3 separate regions of the Mus musculus genome follow, and all the other regions are linked to region 3. Evidence: chromatin contacts called from public HiChIP or PLAC-seq and promoter capture Hi-C data. All regions are on one chromosome and are shown on one strand. The core of a region is the stretch at or near the end of the contact, and the rest is flanking DNA. Distances in the headings are between cores, read along the strand shown. Region 1 has its middle 25 kb from the start of Snx6. Region 2 holds the start of Cfl2 (cofilin 2, muscle). Region 3 has its middle 23 kb from the start of Gm24296.

Region 1 (2,700 bases), core at 70-2,569, 200 kb before region 3:
CACACTTCTATGATCAACACTTATGTGGTACAATAGGCAAGATTCTGAGCATAGCTTCTAGCCCAGGTCCTAACCTCTAACAACTGCGACTGTACTGCCTTTCATGACAAAGGACAATTAAGTTTGCAGAGGGAATTAAAGACCTGGAGATAAGAAGATCCTTCCGGCCTACCCAGATAAGCATATGTAGACATGGCATACTTATAGTCCAGAGGCCCTTACAAGTGGGGAGTGAGGCCGAGTAGGAAACTGGGATAGCACTGTGAGAAAAACTCCAGTCTCTGGCTGGAAGGCAGAAGCGAACCAGAGCTAAGTGGTGCAGCCAGGTTCCTGAAGCAGGACAAGACCAGCAAACATACTGTCACCAGAAGGAACGCAGCTCTGCCAAAACTCCCATGGTAGACCTTGATTTTAGTGAAGTTTCTTTTGCACTCTGACATTTCACAGCCTTATTAGTGGTTTGTTTGGGAGTTTTGTCTTTTGGGGCTTTGTTTTGTTTGTTGGTTTGTCTAGGTTGTTTTATTTTAAGACAAGGTCTCACTGTGTAGTCCTGGCTGGCTTGGAACTTGTTATATAGTTCAGCCTGGTCTTGAAGTTACAGAGATGCACCTGTCTCTACATCCCAAGTGCTGGGATTAAATGTGTGCGCCACCGCACCAGGCTTGTTTTGTTTTAAAACAGAGTCCTATCAGTCCTGGCTGGCCTGAGACTCAAGGCGTAGGTGACTACGACCTTGACTTTTGGATTCTCCACTTTCAACCTCTACAGTGCTGGGATTACAGGCAGGTACCACTACCCAGAGCCAGAGATCAACCCAGGGCAAGCAGATTGAGCTATGCCCCAGTTCTAAGCTTCGAGGGATCCAGCACAGCAGGGGGAAAGGGAAACACATAGCTCTCTAAATTCTGTGCAGCTCAAATTCTTTTAAATTCCCATTTTACTGAAGCTAGTTTGTGTAGGGTTTTGTTCTTCAGCAACTCGATTTACAAATATTGCAGAGTCATTAAACAGTGCTTCTTTTCAGAGGGGGCGAAAACAGATCTTCAGAAATAAAACAAATCTATTGACCTCTACCTAATTCTTTTTAGTGGTTCTTCGCTCAGCCTGAAGGCAGCTGGGTGTTGCTGAGAGACCTCTGTGACCCCAGGCCCCACCTTTTAGTACTTTTCAAAGATCTCCCTCAGACTTCTAAACCGTTCATTCAAAACTTTGTTCTCCTTTAAAAAAAAAAAAAAAAAAAAGACAACTCTGTAGCAAATTTACTTCCTGTTACTCAACTGGCAGAAAGCAGAAGTCAGACATTGCAATTACAGATGCAGGACTGAACACATTAGTTACCCTTACAGATGTGCTGACCTCAAGGGTCTCAGAGAAGATATCTACAGATCTTTAGACCACCTATTGGGTTCATAGATCTTCCCAAATCCTTTGAAGTTCAGACAGCAGTCCAAAACCTTTCTCAGTTTTGGGAGCTGGCAAGATGGTGTCCTACTTAGGGTTACTATTAATGTGATGAAACACCATACCCAAGGCAAGTTGGGGAGGAAAGGATTTATTTGGCTTACACGTTCACATTATAGTCCATCACTGAAGGAAGTCGGGACAGAAACTCAAACAGGGCAGGAACCTGGAGACTGGAGTTGAGGCAGAGGCCTTTGTGGAGGGGTGCTGCTCACCAGCTTGTGCTGGTGGCTTGCTCAGCCTGCTTTCTTATAGAACCCAGGACCACCAGCCCAGGGATGGCACTGCCCACAATGGGCTAGGCCCTCCCCCATTAACATTAACAAAGAAAATGCCTAAGCTGAGTGTGGTGCCTCAAGCTTCTTACCCCAGCACTGGGGGGGTGGGGGTGGGGGGGGACAGAGGTAGGTGGATCTCTGTGAGTTTGAGGCCAACCTGGTCTACAGAGGTTAGGACAGCCAGGATGTTACCCTCTTAAAAACAAACCCTGTCTTGAAAAATAAACAAAGAAAGGAAAAACCAGCCAGAAGAGATGGCTCAGGAGTTAAGAGTATGTGTTCCGGGGGCTGGAGAGATGGCTCAGAGGTTAAGAGCACTGACTGCTCTTCCAAAGGTTCTGAGTTCAAATCCCAGCAATCACATGGTGGCTCACATCCATTCGTCCCTCTTCTGGAGTATCTGAAAACAGCTACAGTTTACTTACATATAATAAATCTTTGGGCCAGAGTGAGCGGGGCTGGAAAGAGCAACCATCTCATAATGAGATCTGACATCACAAGACTGCCTCCAGAGTGCTGGGATTAAAGATGTGGCATACCTAGCACTGCCCAGCCTGTCTTTTCTTCTCCTCCTCCTCCTCCTCCTCCTCCTCCTCCTCCTCCTCCTCCTCCTCCTCCTCCTTCTTCTTCTTCTTCTTCTTCTTCTTCCTCTCCTTCCTCCTTCTTCTTCTTCCTTCTTCAATTCAATTCAAAATATTTTATTCTGTTGCTTGCTTGATGTGTGTATGTATGCATGTATGTATGTATATATGTATATGTGTGTGTGTATATATATATATATGTAATTATTTACTTATGTCTGTGGGCATGTGTATGTCACAGGATACATGTGGAATCAGGGGACATCTTGAAGGACTCAGTTCTCTACTTCTACCATGTGAGTCCCAGGGATTGAACTCTGGTTATCAGTGTTAGTGCATGTGAGCAAGCCTGCTGAGCCATCTTTCTGGCTCTTGTTCAT
Region 2 (2,700 bases), core at 23-2,522, 160 kb before region 3:
TCAGAGGCAACAACTTCACAAAAGATGTGTAGGGGTCCTCTACAGTGTCACCAATGTCACCCACCAAGATCTGCTTGGCTTCCTCTACAATTATTTGTCTTTTGTCATCGCTCAAACAGAAGAGAACTGCTTTCTTTCTTTTTTTGATCTCCTCCTGTGTAGAAGATTTTCTTACTTTCATATCATTAAAAACTTTGATGACTTCATCATTCACTGTAACTCCAGATGCCTGAAAACAAACAAAGGGTGGGAATTTAGAATAAGGATTTCGGTTTTAACCAAAATCATAGACTTCAGTCTGGCCAGAGTATTAAAAAACTGCACCAAACAACGTAAGCAGTCCTATTAGGTCTGTCAATTTTAAATATCAGAAGAAGATACGGGTAAAATGTCTAACTCATACTGCTCATTCATCCTTCTTAAAGGAGTACGGAGAGAACCGCTAACGGGAGGTGGGAAGGGACAAATACAGTTGAGCCATGCCTGAAATGTTTCCTATTTCACTGGGTGATGTCAGAGCTTCAGGAGCAGCAGCAAAAATACCTTCTGTATTGTGTCAACTCTGCAGGCCTTAAAAAAAAACACTCCAGGATTTCAGTTAACGCTTCTACTATTTTTTTTTTCTTTCTTTAAAGCCGTCTTAGCCACGGCTGCTTCCACATAAGGAAAGAGAATCAAGTGTAAACTCCAACCCGCTGCGGCTACAGCGATTACGCCCCACCGCCCATTGGCAGCCGCTTTGAAACTAACAGATCCCGTGAAAAGGCTCCCTACGGCGAGAAAAGCGTTTTAAAATAGGTTTCTACCTGTTCAATCTCCTCGGAACGGCGTTATGGCCGGCCTCCTAGACCCTCACCCAGAGGCTGCTGGCCACGTACCAACCTTACAGCGCGCGAGTTAAAAACCTTAAGCCGCGCAGGGCAGAGCAACACGCGGGGGCCCTGGCCCAAGGAGCGACCCTCTCGCGCCGGGCCTGCGCCGGGCCCTCCCGCCTCGGGACTCGGAGCGGCCGCAGGGCCTCGAGCCCTCGGCCCGCAGCGCCGAAGCGCCCACCGCACAGGCCCAGGCAGGGTTAAGATGGCGGCCGCGCGGGGATCCGCGCCGCGCCCAGCATTCCCCCGCCGGCGCGCCCACCTTACCATAGTGCCCGCGGCTGAAGTGGCTGCGGCGGCGGTGGCTCGGACTCCGGCTCGGTGGCACTGGGACGAGAAGAAGGAGGGGTCGGCGGCGGGCAGCAGAGAGTGCAGGGCACGCCGGGAGCTGCAGCCGGGCGGGCGGGCGGCGGGCTGGAGGGCCGCAGGGCGGGCGGGGCGGGGGCGGTCACGTGGTCAGGCCCCGCCCCCGCCGCTGTCCTCCGCCTGACCCCGGAGCTCCAGAACCGCTAGCAGAACCACGCGCAGCGGCGGCGGGAGCCCCGATGCTGACAGGGATGGTCGTAGCGACCAATCCGGGTTCAACGCTCGAGCGGTTCGCGGGCTCCTGGCGCTGCTCTGGGGGGTTGTGACGTGAGGAAACGGGGTGTGGTGGTCGGGTAGAGAGCTCTTTGCTTCATTCACTTGCGCTTTCCACGGAAAGGGTCCGGATTGTAACCTTTCGGGACCCCTTTGGAAAGCCCCGACTTTGAATGAATCGTTAAGATCTTATTCTTCTTTGTGTGTTTGAATTGAGACAGGATCTCGTTTGGAGTCTTTTGCGGGTCTCTTGATTCATGAAGTAACTGCAGATGACCTTGAACGGATCCCGCCTCCATCCTGCAGGTGTTGGGATTACAGGCAAGCACCACCTCCCTGGGTTTAGACCCCTCTTATTACTAAAAGGAGAACGAACACTATAAATATTACCTTAGTGATTGAAGTACTAAGCAAAGGCAGAATGAGAAGCAGGAATGTTGGCTTATACCTGGAATTCTGCAAGAAGAGGGTGAGGTCACAAAAAGTCTCTGGAGATACCTTGGACAGAATTATAATCCAAGTAAAACCAGAAACTGCTCAAGTTACGTTTCTTTTCCCCTGTAAATGGGATGTATTGAGATTACTAGAAAAATAAATGTTTATATGTGGAGAGAAAAGGGCCTGACACATTTGATTTGGTAATTGTGTTGAAATCGTGTGTGTGTGTGTGTGTGTGTGTGAGAGAGAGAGAGAGAGAGTGTGTGTGTGTGTGTGTGTGTGTGTGTGTGTGTGTGTGTGAATAGGTGTGCTGTGGGAGTCATTTCTCCTCTACCGTGTGGGCCCTGGGAATTAAACTTAAGTCATCGAGCTTGGTGGTACCCTATCCCCATGTCAGGCAGCACACAGGCAGTCGTCACCTGTGAGCTCAGCTCCATGGACCCTGACTCCCTCTCCTAACCTTCACAAACACCTGCACATGTGCACACACATAAAAAATAAATGTAAAAAATCCTTTTGTTTTTACTCAGTGTACATGTAGGTGTATCTGTGTGAAGGTCTGCTATGTGTGTGTGGGTGCCCTTAGTAGCCAGAAGATGTTTGATCACTGGAGCTAGAGTTGCAAGAGTGGCAGACCATTGTGAGCTGCCTGAGCTGCCTGTTGTGGGTGCTCCGGTCCACTCTACTTTCTCAGGCCCACAGATTTATTATTATACATAAGTACACTGTAGCTGACTTCAGACACACCAGAAGAGGGCATCAGATATCCTTATAGGTGGTTGTGAGCCACCTTGTAGTTGCTGGGATTTAA
Region 3 (2,700 bases), core at 72-2,571:
GCTGATCTCTGTGAGTTAGAGGCCAGCCTGTTCTACACAGAGCTCTAGCCTAGCCAGGACTACACAGAGAGACCATGTTTTGTTTTAAAGCCTATCAGATAAGCTGATCTGGAGGCTGGACTGGTTAAGAGCACTGGCTGTTCTCATAGAGCAGTGGTTCTCGACCTTCCTAATGCTGCGACCATTCAATATAGTTCCTCATATTTTGGGGACCACCACCATGAAATTATTTCCATTGTCACTTCATAACTAATTTTTTACTGTTATGAATCACAATGTAAACATTTTTGGAAATAAAGGTTCACCAAAGGGATTGAGACCCACACGTGGAAAACCCATGTTCTAGAGGAAGTAGGTTCAATTTGCAGAATTGGTAGCTTACAACTGTCTATAATTCTAGTTCCAGAGGATCTGATGCTGACTTGGGCCATGGGGCATCAGGCATGAAAGCAAAAACAGCCCCCCACACACATAAAATAGAATAAATTTATTTAAAAATAAGATAGTTCTGGAATTAAAAGAAATAATTAAATATATTAGAAGAAAGATGATAACAGAAAAAATAAGAAAGCAAGAGAGCCAGGTGGTGGCGGCACGTGACTCTAATCTTAGTTCTTGGGAGACAGAGGCAGGAAGGTCTCTGAGTTCAAGGCCAGCCAGGGCTACACAGAGAAACCATGTCTTGAAAAACCAAAACCAAATAAAGTGGAGGGGTAGAAAGAGCTTTAGAGCACAGATAACCATCAGATAGGAGAAAAAAACCCCACTAACTTGTCAAGTAGAATTATACACAGATGCTTCTAAAGTTATGACAGGGCATCACCCCATATACTTACTATTAGTTGACAATACTTGGTCTAAACACAGAATACATATAATCTACTGGACACCATTGCTTTTAGCTTAGCCTACTTTGAACACATTCAGAACAACACTATTAACCTATAATTGGCCAAACTTATCTGTCACAAAGCCTATTTTATAATGAAGTGTTGAATGTCTCATGTATTTTATTCTTATAGCACCCCAAAACTCCCTGAGTAACATTTTGGCCTGCCAATTGTCTGCTGTTCCCCATCCCCCTCCATGATTTCATGGTTCCCTGGGAGATGTGACAACTGTCCAGTATTCCAAGGAGGTCCTATATTGCATATGGCTAGCCTCAGGAGACTGAAACTCAGATTCGAAGTACAATTTTTACTAAATACCAGTTGCTTTTGCACCTTGAGACATGAAAACTTCTCAAGCTGAACATGCTGAGTTTCCGCCCATCCCTTTACGTTAGTAATTGAATTTGAGGAAGTGAAATAGAAAGTGTCTGAGGGGCTGCTGTAAAAATACGAGGAGTCTGGAAGTCAGAAAACACAGTAAGATGGAGTAGTGCACTACAAACCTGCCCCAGAAAAGTGGTGGGCAATGAGTTCCAACAGCCATGCTCATTGCCCCCGCAGTGCTCAGCAAGCCTGATGCAGGATGAGACCGGGGGCAGATGGACTCAGTAGGGAGGAGAAAGTCTAACTAAGTGAGGAGAGAACATTAGAGCCAAGGAGTTAGGCATGCTCTCTAAAGACTGGCTCCAGGGCTGGAGAGTGGTTAAGAGCACTTCCTGTTTGTAACGACGGCCTGGGTTCCAGTGGTGGCTCACAACCATTCCTAACTAGAGTTCCAGGGACTCCAGCTAGTTTCTCTGACCTCTGAAGACGTGGGTACACACATGGTGCATGTACACACATGCAGGAGAAATACTCATAAATAAATGATAAATAAATAAATAGTAACCATAAGCTCTTTGAAGAGAAAGAAGGGTAGGAGAGGGAAAGAGGCCAGAGGTGGTGTGCATGACTTGGAAGGGAGAGGCAGGCAGATCTCTGTGTGTCCCAGGACAGCTTGGTCTACATACTGAGTTCTAGGACAGCCAGGACTACATAGTCAGGCCTTGTATCATGAGAGAGAAAAAGAGGCAGAGACAGAGACAGAGAGACAGAAAGACAGAGACTGAGAGAGAGGGTGAAGAAGGAAGGAAATGACCACTGTGAAAGGGGTGTGTACTGGCTAGTTTTGTGTCAACTTGACACAGCTGGAGTTAGCACAGAGAAAGGAGTTTCAGTTGGGGAAATGCCTCCATGAGATCCAATTGTAAGCCATTTTCTCAATTAATGATCAAGGGGGAAAGGCCCCTTGTGGGTGGGACCATCTCTGGGCTGGCTGTCTTGGGTTCTATAAGAGAGCAGGCTGAGCAAGCCAGGGGAAGCAAGCCAGTAAGGAACATCCCTCCATGGCCTCTCCATCAGCTCCTGCTTCCTGACCTGCTTGAGTTCCAGTCCTGACATCCTCTGGTGATGAACAGCAGTATGGAAGTGTAAGATGAATAAATCCTTTTCTCCCCAACTTGTTTCTTGGTCATGATGTTTGTGGAGGAATAGAAACCCCGACTAAGACAAATTGGTACCAGCATAGTGGGATATTCCTGTGACAACCTGACCATGTTTTGGGGAGGACTGTGGAAGGACTTTGGAACTTTCGGCTTGAAGATCCATTGTTAAGAGCTCTGTCAGATGTTGTGTAGGAGCTTAGAAGATAATGTTGAGAACGGTGCAGAAGATGGAGGTCTGGCTTGTGAAATTTCAGAGGGAAAATTAAAGACTCTTTTCAGGGCCATTGCTGTTTTGATTGTGAAAATTCTGTAGTTCTGGTTAGCTG

Evidence for each region. HiChIP or PLAC-seq counts read pairs in DNA pulled down with a chosen protein or histone mark. Capture Hi-C pulls out chosen DNA fragments and counts their contacts.
Region 1: a promoter capture Hi-C map of adipose tissue shows a contact between it and region 3. The contact joins two enhancer-like sites. A contact is called at or near these places in 7 of 39 promoter capture datasets (the C10 cell line, the HPC-7 cell line, cranial neural crest and 4 more), 1 of 484 Hi-C or Micro-C datasets (the Ba/F3 cell line), 3 of 115 datasets of contacts at active chromatin or transcription factors (bone marrow-derived macrophages, embryonic stem cells and pancreatic cancer cells) and 4 of 9 other capture datasets (adipose tissue, embryonic stem cells, liver and 1 more).
Region 2: an H3K4me3 HiChIP or PLAC-seq map of bone marrow-derived macrophages shows a contact between it and region 3, with 2.5 times the contacts expected there. The contact joins the promoter of Cfl2 here to the enhancer-like site in region 3. A contact is called at or near these places in 8 of 39 promoter capture datasets (cranial neural crest, embryonic stem cells, frontonasal cranial neural crest and 5 more), 2 of 484 Hi-C or Micro-C datasets (the N1E-115 cell line and nephron progenitors), 5 of 115 datasets of contacts at active chromatin or transcription factors (T-cell acute lymphoblastic leukemia, bone marrow-derived macrophages, embryonic stem cells and 1 more) and 2 of 9 other capture datasets (adipose tissue and pancreatic islet).

Annotation. Positions count from the first base shown.
Region 1 is chr12:54,819,567-54,822,266 of GRCm38.p6, forward strand. No RefSeq gene overlaps it. Among named protein-coding and RNA genes, the nearest start is that of Snx6, 25 kb to the left of the region's middle. Within about 2 kb of position 1,320, at least 73 of the 459 cell types and tissues checked have an H3K27ac peak or open chromatin away from gene starts, as enhancers often do. A contact at or near this core is called in the Ba/F3 cell line, the HPC-7 cell line, adipose tissue and 3 more, where this site is marked.
Region 2 is chr12:54,861,605-54,864,304 of GRCm38.p6, forward strand. Cfl2 (cofilin 2, muscle) reads right to left here and starts at 1,273. Exons shown (of 4, transcript NM_007688.2): 1 at 1,140-1,273; 2 at 1-229. The coding sequence starts at 1,142.
Region 3 is chr12:55,018,225-55,020,924 of GRCm38.p6, forward strand. No RefSeq gene overlaps it. Among named protein-coding and RNA genes, the nearest start is that of Gm24296, 23 kb to the left of the region's middle. Within about 2 kb of position 1,322, at least 76 of the 459 cell types and tissues checked have an H3K27ac peak or open chromatin away from gene starts, as enhancers often do. A contact at or near this core is called in the Ba/F3 cell line, the HPC-7 cell line, adipose tissue and 4 more, where this site is marked.